Linked DNA regions of Zea mays: region 1 is linked to region 2. Evidence: chromatin contacts called from public Hi-C data. All regions are on one chromosome and are shown on one strand. The core of a region is the stretch at or near the end of the contact, and the rest is flanking DNA. Distances in the headings are between cores, read along the strand shown.

The links. Hi-C and Micro-C count contacts between places; a contact is called where the count stands out from the background.
Region 1: a contact with region 2 is called in a Hi-C map of leaf, with 3 times the contacts expected there. The contact joins the promoter of LOC103627780 here to the promoter of LOC100279607 in region 2. A contact is called at or near these places in 5 of 25 Hi-C or Micro-C datasets (leaf and seedling).

What each region holds. Positions count from the first base shown.
Region 1 is chr5:218,234,205-218,238,840 of Zm-B73-REFERENCE-NAM-5.0, reverse strand. It overlaps LOC103627780 (galactoside 2-alpha-L-fucosyltransferase), which reads right to left and starts at 2,979. Exons shown (of 3, transcript XM_008648079.4): 1 at 2,595-2,979; 2 at 1-1,097. The coding sequence starts at 2,859. LOC100274441 reads right to left here. Exons shown (of 2, transcript NM_001148800.1): 2 at 4,145-4,636. The coding sequence ends at 4,356.
Region 2 is chr5:218,104,527-218,109,523 of Zm-B73-REFERENCE-NAM-5.0, reverse strand. LOC100279607 reads left to right here and starts at 2,320. Exons shown (of 2, transcript NM_001360859.1): 1 at 2,320-2,993; 2 at 3,096-3,400. The coding sequence starts at 2,475. The coding sequence ends at 3,104.

The DNA.
Region 1 (4,636 bases), core at 1,730-4,229, 130 kb before region 2:
ATGGAAGCTAATCATCTCACCATTCTCAGTCGGATGTTCCCAGTACATGTTCCTGATCCTTTCGTAGTATCCTGAGTTCAAAGAAGTAATCAGAACAACTTTAGACTTGATGTTCCCTGTCGAGATAATTGGCTGTTGCGCGTTGATCTCTGGTAGTAATTTTTCCTTCAGTGTGCAATGAAGGACCTGATCCAAGACATGCTGAAATGGACCGGTTTCAGTATCGAAGACTCTGATCTGGATACCTAACTTCTCGTCAGCTCTGGCAAGATAAGAATCATAGTACCTTGTAATCAAGCCCCACACAGCATTGGTAGGGTGGAACAAGTAACGTCCCAAGTGATGGAAGACAACATCTTTCTGCGGAAACAGCCTCGTGAGCTCCTCTTGGTATGATGAGATCAGAAAAAGCGAAGGTACAAAGTAATTATCGGATCTTAAGATCAGCCATGGGATCTTCTGGAGATGTTGCTGACTATGTTCACAGAAAAAAAGCTTATCATGATCATCATAGTCATGAGCCAGGTGAAGATATAGAAAGGCAGGTTTAGGACCCTTAAAAGAACCATCAGAATGAATAGCTTCAGTTTTCGCCATGTTTCCGTAACTCTCAGGGGAGCCAATACTGAAGTTCTTAAATTTAGTAATAGGGAAATCCGGCGGTAATACCCATGAAGTTTCAGGGAATGGTTCACAGAAAAGATCTGCAGTGCCTTTATCTCCATCTACAAGTAGAACTCTGTTTGTAAGGATGGCATAGAGAAATGCTGAGGCAATAGTCAAGATCCTGTTACCAAGACCACTATAAGATACCCACACCAAATAGTTGCAATCTCCAACCATTATATCCTGACCAGAATTCAGTTGCTCAATAGCTTTCTTGTATGAGTCTGTATATGGGCCACATTTCTTCTGGAGAACCTCATGTTCTCTCAGTCTTTCCAAAAGGTAGGTTGATACTAAATGGGGCGACTCTTTACGATACAATGCTGATTGGTATCTACTTAGACATGACTGTTCATCAAAACCAGGAGCTAACAAGCCACCAATTAGTTTGTCCCTTTGAACTTTGGAAGACACCGTAGTTGCATGCTCTCCTGGAACACAGAAGGTGAATAGTTTTATATCAGAGTTCAGATGGAAATGGAATAATTTGACTTCATTCTGTGCAAGACAAATGGTACTTTTCGTTCTTCCATTATGTTACATTCATGACGTATACATATGTGAGGTCGTGGATATTCTCAGAAAAGAAATAGAAAGAAAAGTGAGGCAACAGTGAATTGTTAACTTCAATTATCAGTTCAAAAAAACAAAAACAAACTATGCTTCCATGAACAGCATAATGGCAAAATTTAAATGAAACCCTTTTCACAGCATAAATAGCAAAGCGTAACATAATATTTTATCACAGAGATGCTAAACAGTGTACCACCTACAAAAAAAAGTACCAGGTGATACTACCTCCATTCTTAAATATATGACGCCGTTGACTTTTTTGAAAACTTTGATTAATCGTCTTATTCAGAAAAAATGTGAATTATCATTTATTTTGTTATGATTTGTTTTATCACTTAAGGTTGTTTAAGCATGACTTGAAATTGTACATTTTTTAATAAACATTTTTGGATGTTTATTCAAAATATTTTGAATAAATATTTTCCAAGAGTTTGCTAGTTGATAAGGTAAATATCCAAGTTATTCAATGTTTGGCGTAATCAGGATAATGACCTCCAAAAAATCATTCTATAAAATTTGAAATGTATAAAGTTTCATAGTAAACTCTTGCAGAACGAAAAGAACTACATTTCACTTATGTTGATTTAATTTAGACCGAAGATAGGTCTAAGTCAAGATACACTCTTATTAATATGATGTGTCAGTCCTAAACCCATTCATGTGTAAAAATTAGAGGCAGTAGTCTAGTTTTTATAATACAATTATTATTTTTATGACGATTCTATTGTAAAAGGTTTTTTCGATAGAAGAAGAATACTAGGTATAATATACATAAAATATTCTATATAATGCTTGTGGGGAGATTCGTTCTAATGCTATATCTAGCAGACTACCTATTTCACTTTGTATTTCACTTCATATTTCAAATTTCAATCGGTAATATAAAACAGTTTTTTGCTTGTCCGTTTGCACGGTTTGCTGGAGTTGGCCTAAGAATACCTAGTGCAAATCAAATGTCCAAAACATCACTTGCAGCGAGTGGTGAGATCGTATTGCAACCGTCAGCCAAAGACCACTGCGTCTAAAAGTTCTACCGTGAGAAGTCACAAACATTTTCAGTGACAGTTACTATCCCTCCACAGAGATCGATATCCACTTCGCATCACTCACTAAAAGCTAAATTGTGACTGGCCTACCATGTAGGAAAAAAACAACACATGTAGTTGTACTTGCAGGGGAAACAAATGACCGGTAAGTTCTTCAAAGGATGTACTAACTCCTAGACAAGACGTCACATCGACACCCGCACAACGCACTCGGAGAATTTCAGAAATGCGATCAGATGGCGGTGCCAAACAATCAAAGTCCAAACGGAAACTGTCCAACCGAGGACCTCGCGCATGTAGTTTACGTACCATCGCGCGGCCCGGCCTGTTCAAAGCCGCCACGATCGTCGTTGCCGGAGAGAGTGGTAGGATCCGCGCCGGAGAATTGGGCACCCCTCCTCGCGGCGGAGACGCCCGCGAGCAACAACAGCGTGACCCCGCAGGCGACTGACAGGGGAAGCACCGCGACCCGGGCCTTCCTCCCGCGCGGGTGTCCGGGCGCGGACGCCGCCGCCTCCCCCACAGCCTGCGGCGACGACGGCGGCGAGCGGCGGATCCGCTCCTTGATGTCCATGTGGCGTGACGGCGGAGCCGAGCCGCAGGGTTCTTCAGTTCTCCCTGCCCTTCCGCAGGTGCCCGCGGTCGCGTTCGCGACGTGAGCGTCGTGCCACGCCACGATAGATTAGTTCGGTTCGGATACGGCCGACGGGCCCGCGCGACTGAAATAGAGGACGTTTACGAGGCCGAGCACGTGATGGGGGACGAGTGGCACAGGGGTTTTCGATGCGTTTCAGGTGAAAAAACGGTGGGGCTCCCTATAACTATAGTGGCGACGTGACGGCACGGTGGCGAGTGGGGGCGTCCTCGGCACGACGTTGTCGGTGGTACTGGAGCACCTCGGCGTGAGGACATCGGACGTGGGGGTTTCGCCTGTTGCGCAGTCTTGTCGTCGGTGCCGTGAGGACATTGGTGTCGTTTGGTTCACATATTGGTAACGCAATGGGTAACCGATAACGTTAAATCATCTTTGTTTAAGTCCAACCGTAATGGAACAACACTATAAATACATAACACCTTATTCAAATTTGTTACCGCCGGTATTCGAGTGTAAATCATTATCATTACCATTTACGTTACATTTCGTGAACCAAACGGCACCTTGGATCCGACGCGGGGTTCCTGGCTTCGCTGGGCGCGATCGTGCTAGTTAGAGCCGTAGAGCACTTTTGAGCTGTCTGCTGGCCAACCGGATGTTTGGATTCTCTAGATGAGTAAAAGCTTTACACTATTTTAGTTTACTTTGTCGTGACCTAAAGTTTTGCGAAGTAGTTTAGACTTGAGATAATACTTTAGACCTTTTAAATAAAGCTAAAGTGATCTAAATAGGATTAAATAGAGCTTTACTCTTCCGCTTTAGGGCGTATTTGACTGCGAATCGCGTGCTTCATGGCAGCTTTGGGGCGCATTGTCTATTTGGATCCGCTTTTTAGAGATAGACTTTTTTATCACTTTCCTATATTTTTTGTGCCTAAATTTTAAAATGGCTCTAGGCAATGTTATTGTACCATCGACTATTGTAAGTATATTATTGTTTTTACAAATCATTAATTTCTATTGTAGTATATCATTTTTGTGTAATAAGCACATCTCTACGGCCCTACGCAACTATGCAATGGCGGACATCTCTCACAACACAAGCACTGGCATTGTGATCTGCCGAAGCTTTTGTGTAGCCCCCAAATCCTTATGCAGCTGTATTGCCTACTGCCACGAGAAATAAAGCACAGCAGCATGGAACTCACCTCGGCAGCCATGCAGCAATGCATGTCAACGAATCGGCCAAATGAGCGATGATATATAGTAAACATGTTTCTCTTCCTTTTGACATCAGAGGATGAACAGATTAATGGATCTGTCTATCAACTATCTACACTTGGATCAAATACAGGAGGGAAAGAATACATTTTGTATGGTTCCTTTGTGTTTCGCAGATTAAGAATAAGAATAACAATAGTTCTGCCCTAGTTAGCAAGCAAGTCTGCCGTGAGTCCTGACCAGATTACAGCTACACTACAAATGAGTTTGATCTACAATCTTGAGCCCCCAGCTCACGTCCTCGCAGTGCCTCACGTAAGGCACTACCTTGCCCAAATCGGTGTCCTTCCTCGCCTTGCAGTCGTAGAAGGGAGCTTGATGGAAGCACGGCTCGATGGACATGGCGCGGACGCACGGTGGGTCTGGCGTCACGTGGTTCTCCGACTTAAGCATGATCCACGGCTTCAGGCCGGCGAGCCCCTGAGCAGCGTACCCGAACGTGGAAAAGCCACTGGTGATCAGCACGTCGGTCATGC
Region 2 (4,997 bases), core at 1,071-3,570:
TTAGCTAATAGTTAGCTAGCTAATTTCACTAACAATTTTTTAGTCAACTACCTATTAGCTCTAGTGCATTCAAACAACTCAGTCCACAGTTATTGCATGTTCTATGATACCCCATTTGGATATAGATATTGGAGCACATAATTAGAAATTGGAATCAACTTTTCGGAATTCTATTGTTTGGTTGCACATGGAATTGAGATTTAGAATTAGAGACACAATTCCATGGAATTAGACTATAACTAGAAACTCTCTCTCTCTCTCCCAATATAAAGCATCACACCTTTGTATTGCGTGGAATTAGATCACACAATTCCAAACTCCATTTCAGTGACATCAAAATAATAGAATTAGAATTACATCTCATTTCAATACCATAACTGATTTGATATTGAACTCAATTCAATTACATGCCCTCCAATATCGACATCCAAACAGAGCATAAGGATTAATAATCTTATAGTACTAGTACTGGTGGAAATTGACAAACGAAATCTAGGCACGATGGCGATAACGATTTTGACTTTGGCTCTAGATATTGGCCCTATTCACTTCGGATTAAAGCCAACTGTTCAGACTGCTGCAACTTCAATCCAAAGAGACAAAACACTATAGAATCAATAAAAGCCGGTACAGATTAAAGCCAAGCGAATAGTATTGCTACTGAATAATAATCAAGCTACCGTAAAATTCTTCACATTATTTTCGTCTGCCCCGTTATATTGGTCATTAGTACGATCTAAACCTGTGATTCTAACTACTATAATGGGTGAAACTTAGATGTATACCTTCATAATAGGAGCGTCATTGTGGAAAGACGAACTCTGATGGTCGGTAATTCGATAGTGGCGGGGATAGCAAGAGAGGGGTAAATAGACGAAGTCTAAAACTTATAAACATGAACACAAAACTTCACCTGGGTTAGCATTAGAACGAGTATAGAATGAATCAGAGTGCGGAAGAGTTGCTCAATCAATGCGAATAACTTTGGAAGCCAACACAAAACGATCGCAAGCAATAGAATTAGAGAGAGGGGAGAGACAGAATCAAATCACAAAGCAAAATTAACACAAAGACATGGGCGATTTTTTTCCCGAGGTTTGATTCCAAAGAACTTACTCCCTGTTTAGTAGTCCACGTAGGACGAGTTTCTTTCAACCCTTTCTCTCTATCAAACGGTCACTTAGACCGGATGAGTTATTCTTAATCTCGAGAGCCACTTAGACGCCGCAAGGATCACCACACACTTAGGTGTCTTTTGCTAGCTTTACAAGCGATTGAGAATTAGAAGTGAGAGAAAGAAAGCACGATCAAGAAAACCAAACACAAAGAGCAACGAGAAAAACACAAGGTCACACTCTCTCTAGAGTCTCTCTAGCTGATCACTAGAGAATGCAAACCACAATTATGCACTTGGAGGAGTATTGAAGATTTGAGTGTGGCCTGAAGTGAAGTCTTACTCTTTGCAATGAATGTGGGAGTTGGAATGCTTGGGGTGCCATTGAAGATGGTGATTGGGGTCAGGGGCGGGCCTCATTCAATTTAATGGTATCCAATTGAATACTCATTATTTTGACAAAAAACAATATATACATGTGTATATAGTATATGTACATAGAAAATAAGAAATGAACCAAATAAGTGGAGGAATTTATGTTAACTTGGACCAAAATATCTCCTTGGTACTTCTCATACCCACCCAGCCCAATAAATTGTCGTGTGATCGTGTCCTATGACATCCAATTGAGTAATAGAGCCCACCTTTGTATCTCACGACAAAAGATTTCCAAACCCTATTACCGTACCAGGGAAGAGCTGCCCGGTCGTGGTGGGCATTAGCGACAGTGCGGGGCATTAGCGATTGGGAAAAGCCAGATAGGACAAGTATCCGGCCAACAACTGAGCAACAACAAGTGCATTTCGATTTAAATTTTTTGAAATAGTTGTATGGAATTTGTGTTTAGTAGGTTAATTATTGAATTGGTTCTAACTATATCGTGTTTGCGTAATTATAGATTTTATATAATTAACTATATATATATGCTAATAGACAAGCTTTAGGCCTAGAAAAAAATTCATCCTATTTTTTTCAAATACCCGCCTTCTAAATCATGGATGTGTCACTGATTTGGATGGTATTTATAACTCTCACCCACCACCTAATCATTGACAACTTTCTACCACACGTGGACCGTCCGCTTACCCCAAATAACCTAGTCCAAACTTTCGGGTTTAACCACCATCCCAACCCATCACATCCCAAGGATGTAAAAAAAACCTTTTAAAAGCTCCCACCAATCCACCACCACAACATCGTGCGCTGCTGCACGCGAAGCACAGCTCGCCTTGCCTCTGTTCAGCTCACGGCGGAAGACGAGGGCGACAGCACACGAGAGGGAGGCAGGAGCGGAAGCGCGCAAGGAGGTCAGTGAAGCACGCGCCCACGGCCCACATCCAGAGCAGCACAGCACCGCGCGATGGCGTGCATCAACATGTACAACCCTGACGGCGCGCCCGGGTTCGGCGGCGGGCCGCAGCCGCCGGCCGCGCTGGGCCCGCGCGTCTCCTTCTCCAGCGACTTCGCCGTGGAGCCGCCGCCGGTGCAGAACCGAGCGATGAGCCTGCGGTGCCAGGAGGAGGACGTCAACTTCGAGTTCTCCGTGGGCAGCCACCCCATGATGGCGGCCGACCAGCTCTTCTCCAAGGGCAGGATCCTTCCCCTCAGGGACAACGGCGGCTGCTTCGCCGCCGCGCGGCCAACCACCACGCTGCGCGACGAGCTCTGTGGCGGCGGCGGCGGCGGCGGCGGCGCCAGCGACGACGACGAGAGGGCCTCCGCCGCCGGAAGCAAGGGGTCCGGCCGGTGGAAGGAGATGCTCGGCCTGCGGAAGGCGCTCTGCGTCGGCGTCGGCGGCGGCGGCGGCAACGGCGCTCCCGCCAAGAAGGTTGGTAGCGGCAAGAAGGGCGTCGCCGACGACATGGCAGCGTCCAATCAGGTCGGCATGCATCATGCGTCTGCATCTGCATGCGTCCACATGGTGGAAGCTAATCCGGTCGACACCTTGTCTCATCAAGCATCTGTTTGCTTCACACAGCAGGAGCTATGACCGTGCCGATGGGAGAGACGAGACAGGCATGGGGAGTGGGTGCACAGCGCCACACACTTCACATGCATGAAGCTTACTTTTGCTCGGCTCCTCCTTCCTGATGCTGTTGTTCGATGAACCTCTTGAATAGTGCTTGCCATCATCGACCCATGGGCTAGCTAGCTAGGTTTTGTAGATTGTTGTCAGCGAGTCTGCTTATTGTGTGCTAGGTGGCCTGGCCGCTGAAAAGAGCCACCCAAAAAAATGTGTGTAATTTTCTTGTATATATATTCTAAGTGCTATGATATTCTCTCTATCCAGCAAGATGTCCACTCACTAGCAGATCCATGCCCAGTGTTTGCTTCTTTTCTTTTATTTCTTTATGGTGCGATGAATGATCAGATTTGCCTGCAGGTGGCAATGCCAGATCTATGAGGTGAGGAGGCTCTAGTTTACCAGTGATGGAGCCTCCCTGTCCGTGGGGTGGGGATCAACAGTGCTCTTGTTTGTCTCGTTGCTCCGCTGGATGAGTATATAAAGAGAGAGAGACAAGAGCATCAGAGCGAGCATGTGTGAGGCGACAGCGAGAGCCAGTGGAGGTGGAAGAAAGGCTCCCCCAGTCCCCGCCCCTGGCCTGCCATAACCATCATTGTTTCTTCTGTTTTGTTTGTGTTCATGACAAAACGATCGATATCTGTCTTCTTTTTCATTTGAAAAAACTAGTGGACGGGCGATGGATCGATGAATCCATCTATGCAACGTGCTCCCGACATGTACTGTCCAATCTGCAGTGTGTCATGCATGCATGGATGCACTGTTGCCTGCCTATGCTCGCAATGCGTTCAGATCCATCGAACCGCGCGCGCAAATTAATGGCATGTAATCTGTCTAGATTATAATCCTTAAGACATGTTTGTTTTCTTAGAGAATTATATAATTTAGCTTATAGATTATATAAGTACCTAATAATATAGTTATGAATTATCGTAATCTAGATATCTAGATTATATAATTCATCTAATAATTTGTGTTGTTTGTTTATTTCTTAACTTATTAACTTATTTAAGCTGTATAATTTCGAGGTAACCAACCAGAGCCTAAGTAATAACTAATTTGGAAGCGGGGGGCTTAACACAGGAAGAGTTTTCCACCTATAAAGAACCACATACAGAAATTCCACGGAAATTAGAGTTTCTAAACAAACCCTGAGGAAACCTGCGGCTAGGGCTGACAGCGGGCTTTAAGGATCGGATCGAATTAGTATCGAACTATATTTTTATTATTGTTTAACTAAAAATAATTTAAGGTGTTAACATAGCATTTGGATCACGCCTGCGGCCACTCCTATCTTTAGTGAAAAAAAAAATAGAAGCAGAGGAAGCTAGAAGAAAAATAGAGGATCGATAACTTGGCAGTGCTAGCTACTATTGTATTGGCGCAAGTGGTGATGTTTAACTTTCTCATCTTTACAGGCAAACAAGGACTGTCAAGAGACGTTGATGTCTCCGTCTAATTTAGCGGATTTCATGGACGCCTGTCGCCATTACCGGCCGTCGCGTTGTACGGGGCGGCTAGGCATTGTGGATAGATTTCAGGATAAGCATGCACCATAAGGTCTATGAAATGGGTATACAAATGTTTACTCCACGAGCTAGACTACTTTGCGTACAGCTGTAGCATTAATTATATGGGATTTAGGTTCACAGGACTGATAGTAGCAGCTCTAGATATATACCTGATCAGTGTGTAGTGGAGTCCTTGCTAAGCAAACAAAAGAGAGCTGGCAAATGCCATGGCTTTTCTGCTACGGCTAAGTGCTAGTAGCATTAGCATGCATGAGTCTGGCGTGCGACCTATGGCATTTGGCAAGGGTACGGTGCATGTAGGGGCACAAGAAACAAGGTTAACGAGTCA